2 separate regions of the Manis pentadactyla genome follow, and region 2 is linked to region 1. The links are chromatin contacts, called in public Hi-C maps. All regions are on one chromosome and are shown on one strand. The core of a region is the stretch at or near the end of the contact, and the rest is flanking DNA. Distances in the headings are between cores, read along the strand shown.

Evidence for each region. A called contact is a pair of places that touch in the nucleus more often than the background predicts.
Region 2: a Hi-C map of blood shows a contact between it and region 1, with 2.7 times the contacts expected there. The contact joins the promoter of KASH5 here to the promoter of NOSIP in region 1. A contact is called at or near these places in 2 of 3 Hi-C or Micro-C datasets (blood and skin fibroblasts).

Annotation. Positions count from the first base shown.
Region 1 is chr15:781,785-784,484 of mManPen7.hap1, forward strand. It overlaps NOSIP (nitric oxide synthase interacting protein), which reads left to right and starts at 1,386. Exons shown (of 9, transcript XM_036885599.2): 1 at 1,386-1,502. PRRG2 (proline rich and Gla domain 2) reads right to left here and starts at 712. Exons shown (of 7, transcript XM_036885878.2): 1 at 546-712.
Region 2 is chr15:913,421-916,120 of mManPen7.hap1, forward strand. KASH5 (KASH domain containing 5) reads right to left here and starts at 1,362. Exons shown (of 20, transcript XM_057492996.1): 1 at 766-1,362; 2 at 6-92.

The sequences.
Region 1 (2,700 bases), core at 136-2,635:
TGGGTTCCACTAATTATAATAGCAGACATTTACATAGCCTGTTTTCTGGGCCAGGCATTGTTCAGGGTAGTTAACCTAAATCAACTATTATCTCCATTTTATAGATGAGAAAATTGAGGCACAGAGAGCTAAAGGAACTTGCCGGCCCAGGTCACCTGGTTTGCAAGATTCAGAGGCAGGACTTGACCAAAGACAGTGTGCCTCTGGAAACTGGAACAGAGAGCTTATCTCTTTCTTCACTGTGTCTGCACACCCAGCACGGGGTTTGGCACATAGTGGGTGCTCATAAACATGTTCATTGTTGATCAGATTCCTTTCTTCCTGGTACTTTCCACATATGCCAGTCTCTCTCTACGTCTATTGCCACATCCACCCACAGAGATCAGAGTTACAAGAGAGGCAAGAGCAGGGGATCCTGGGGGAGGAGAGAGCAGGGAACCCAGGCTCCTGAGCTTTGGGGCCCCAACTTCTGAGTCCTAGAGAGGTGGGGAGCCAGGACACCAGAGTCCCCAAGCCAGGCTTTGCCTCCAGGGACATTCACTTACCTGCCCAGACTTGTGAGCACTGTCCCCTCCTCTTTAATCGGGGGCCCCCCTTGGAAAGCCGAGGCCAGCTGTTAAGGGGGGTAGGGAGAGGGGAGGGGGAGGAAGGAGGGGATCCCCCTTCCCTGTAATCTGCCCGATCCCGGTTTCTGGCAGAGGGGCGGGGTTTGCAATTACCTGCCCTGGGCGGGACTCTGGGTACAGACAAAGTACTTAAAGGGACCTTAGGATGAAGGGCCTAAGATCTACAGGCCCATAGGGAAGGCAGGGTTTCCGACACCATGGAACACTTAAGGGATTGAACATGTACCTCCTCTCTTGTTTCCCCACTGAGAGCTTGCCTAGAGAAACTAGGGAAATCAGTGGCTAGGTCTCCAGATATCTAGATATCTAGAAATAAGCAGGAACTGTATGCCTTGGTCCCTGGGGGTAGGTGGACTTATTTGTAATAAATTCCTGTTTCCTTCGGCGATTTGAACAGCTTTGACTTCTGATTTCTCAATTGCTCCGTTTATAAATGAGGATAAAGGAGTTGTCTCTTCTCAATTGTCTCTCAACATACAGCATGAGAAGTGGATGATATACGTGGGGAAGTGGGTCTCCCAATCTCTGGGTGAATTAGTCCTTAGACTTGGGCTTCTAGAGACGCAAAACCTGGGTACAAGTAAGCAAGAAATCGCCCGCCCTGGGATATGCCTAGGACACACTAAGCGTGCCCTGTATGCACGCCAATTTCACTAATAGGAACCTTCGAGTTGCCCCTCACGTTTCCGGAGGGAGGAAGAGAAAGAAGGGAGGACTTACCAAGCCAGGCGAGCCTTCTCCACAACTAGGGGCAGCTCCACTTCCGATCTCTTCCGCCGGGCGGAAGCGGGCGAAGAGGGGAGGAAAAACAGCGCTCCCTTCCGGTGTAAGGGCACAGTTGAAGAAGCAACGAAGGATCGAGGAGTGTTTCGTGAGGTGAGTTCCAGGCGGTAGAAGGATAGTGTTCCTGGGATCGCTTTCCGTTGGGTGAGAGTCCTGGGGTCCTAAGGAGATAGGGACAAGGTTTCTAATTCCCCACTACCTGTCAATCATTAATAGATCACTCCAGGCGCCCCTTTTGAAGCTGAACTACATCTCCCAGCATCCCCAGGAGGCAGCCAACCCTCCAGCCGGCTGTTCGGAAGATTGTATGTAGTTCCACATCGGGAAGGCCATGAGCACGGGGTCCTAGGGGAAGGAGGAGGCTGGGACTCTGGGAGTCTACGGAGTGGCAGTTGAGGAAGTAGAGTCCTCTGGAAAAAAGGCCAGGAAAGCTTTGGTGGGAGGGCGGAGATGAATTGTGCAGTCAGTCGCCCGCCGCCACCTTCTCAGAACGTTCTTGACAGCCGCTTCCCTCTGGAGTCGGGGTGGAGCTTAATATTTTTCTCTGGGGCTTTGGGAGCAGGCAGTCCTGGGTTCACATCCTGTTGCTGCTGCTGATGTCGTGTGAATTTGGGCCTTGAAGGATCCTTTAAGCAGTTTTACTTTAATGTTTTGTTATGAAAATATTCAAATTTAGAATAACAAGTTTCTATGGCCCAGATTTACCAACTATTCATATTTTTGTCATATTGGTTAGGTATATTTTAAAAATTAATTATATAAAGCAAATCCTATCCAGTTCACTCCTAAGTACTTCAGAATGTGTATGTAAAAACCAGGGGCACTTTCTTATGTGACCACAATACCATTATCACACTGGACAAAAGCAATTTTAAGTCTAGAATATTACCTATTACTTAGTCAATAATTAAATCCTGTATCTCAAAAAAGCCTTTTTTAAGGAAAGTTTCATTTGTTTGAATCACATTCCAATCCCCTCCACTCCATCCTGGTTTGGTTGATTCGTTTGTTTTTGGTGTAATTGAGTCATTGAAGAAACTGAGTCAGTCATTCTGTTGATCATTCCACCATCTGAATTTGTCTTTTTGCATCTTTCCTCTATGTCAAGGGTCAGTAGGCCAAAACCAAATCCTGCTGGCCTATTAAAAAAAAAAATTAGCTTAATTGGTATAATTCACAGAACATATAGTTCACCTATTTAAAGTGTACAGTTCAGTGGTTTTTAGTATATTCAGAGTTGTGCAACCATCACCACTGTCAGTTTTATAACATTTTCATCACTGCAAAAAGA
Region 2 (2,700 bases), core at 112-2,611, 130 kb after region 1:
CTCACCAAGTCCTCCCTGCACTCTGCTCTCCCTGGCGCCAGACAGGGTCCACAGCTGTGGAGTGCACAGTTCTTGGAGGCTTTTAGAACGTCCTAGAAAAAGGGGTTTTTGAAGAGAAATCCTTCCAGGGCTTGGACAACGCTGGAGAGTGAGAGGGCCGTGGGGCCTGAGTGCGGAAGGGTCCCTGCGAGGGTGCTGACCAGCACTGGGCGCCTCTGACAGGGTTTGGGGGACAGACTCCTGGTGAGGGATTGAGGGAGGCTCTGGTCAATCTTGGGGGTGTTTGATGAGGAGACTCCAGCAGGAGGACCCAGGCGGGGGTTCAGGGAGTTTAAGGACGTTAAAGGGATTTCTGAGTGGATTTTAGAGGTCTCTGACAGGATTTTGGGAGGGAAATCTGACAGGATTTTTGGCGGTCTGACATGATTTGACAGGATTGGGGGATTTCTGACAGGATTTGCAGGGGCTGTAGCGGGATTTCCGGGGGCGGGGGTGGCGTTGTCCCCGACAGGCTCTGAGGGAGAAGTCTGACAGAACTCCTAGAAGATTCTGACAAAGTTTCAGGAGTCCTCTGTAAGATTTCCTAGTGGGTTTTTTTCAGTATTTCTGAGGGGATATGGTCAGAATTTCTAGAAGACTTTTAACAAGATTTGGAAGGCTTTGGTATTGGGGACTCTCCCCTACGATTTGGGGGCTCTGCCAGGATTTCGGGAGGGGCTCTAGAAGGGCCACTCTGGGGAACCCCACCACAGCCCCAGGACGCACCTGGGGCCACGTCCCAGCCTCGGGACACAGCAGACAGCGAACGACAAACAGCAGTTACAAGGGGAAAAGGTGCGCGGGCTCTGTTTCCTCAAGAATACGCGAAGGGGCGGGGCGAGACAGAGAGCGCACGTGGCGTCTGAACTCCGCCCCGCCTGGGCTCCTCCCCCGACGTCGGCTCAAACCGCGGCGAGGCGCGCGTGCGTCCTGTCGGTTACCTGCCACAGCAAGGCTGCGCATGCGGGCTGCCCCGGCGCGCGCCCTTCCTCGCGGAGCAGGCGCGTGCGTACTGGCGGGGTTGGAGGTTGGAGGGCTTGCGTCTGGTAAGGAAAGGGAGGGACGGCTGCGTCCTGTGCTGGAGTTTTCTCTGTGGCCTCAAGCTTCGGTGGAATGGGCTCAAGCAAGGGAGAGGGACCGCTTGTCCATCCCCCACTTCTTATCAGCCCCCAAGCCGTGCCCTTTCTGCCCTCTACTCCAGGCCACGCTGCCCGTCAGCGTCACGATGTTGTCCTGCGCTGTTCTGGCTCACCACTCCCGCGCCCTTTTGTGGCTCCAGTCATGATGTATTAATAGGTCCCCGAAGGATTCATTCCCCAATTTTTTTCATTCATTCCTTTTAGAGTGCGGAAAAAATACCGTTAGCTTTTCCGGCTAGAGAGGGAAGAAGAGAATTACATCCAAAATTGACTCTCAAGAAGAGGTTTTGGGGATAAAAGATAATCCCACCCACTCAGCCTCTGCTAACCCAGACGCAGAAAAGGAATCCTTTCTTATCTTTTCGTTCAGCCCACCATCATTCATTCAGCTGTCACTTTCTCAGAGCCCTTCCCCCGCTGCACCTAGGCCCCCATCTCACTATCCATCTACTGTTTCTGAGTGGTTATGTTTCACCACATGACATAGTCTATATTTATGTACTGTCATCCCCACTGGAATGTGAGCTATATACAGTAGGAGTCTGTTTTGGGGTTAGAACATGCCTAGTCCAGTGTAGGTGCTCAAAAAACAGAGCAAAAAGTACTGAATGGAGGGAATCCATGGTTCTTAACTACAGGGCAGTGCCCTGAAGTCAGACATTCTTGTGTTTGAATTTTGGCTCCATCATATCCTAGCTACGATCTTGACCTACGGGTTTTCCCTCTCTGAGCCTCTGTTTTTGTTCCAGAAATGAAGATGATAAGAGCTTCTTAGGTTACCTTGCAGACTTGAGGTAATCCTTGTTAATATTTATTATTTTGGCTACTAGGTGTTGGCTTGTTCTTAGGCCTTGGGAAAGAACTTGTTCGGCAGTGATGTGATGAGTGGTTAAAAATGTGAGATACGGAATCAGACAAACCTAGTGCATTGCTGTGTGACTTTGGCAAGTGACTTCACCTCTCTATACCTCAGATTCTCTAAAATGGGGACAAATAATATCTACCTCATGGGGTCTTATGGGAATTCAGTAAGAACGTTTGCCAAAGGTTTTCTTAGCACAAGCTGGCAAGTGGTGGACCCCATTAGCTTTATTAGTATAATTTCATTCTTTTACTTTATTCTGTCATTTCTTGTTCCTTCCTTTTTTGACATCTGGGTAGTTTTGTAAAAGCTAAAAATTAAAAAAAAATTTAATAATACAATCATAACCTACATAAAGCCCTGAATCTTGTTATATCTCATAAATTTTTATAGAGTAATACATTAATGAAACCAACCATGTAAAAAAAAAGAGTATATTGCCCACAACCCAGAAGCCTCCTTCACATCTCCTCCTAATCATCACCTTCCAAAGGTAACCACTTTTGATTATGACTTCTTTTGCTCAACATTATGTTTTCAAGATTCATCATGTAGCAGTAGGTCATTCTTTGCAACACTGCTATGTAATAACCACTTCATGAGTATGCAGTGATTAAACCATTTTACTCTTGTTGAACATTGGGCTGTTTCTGCTTTTTG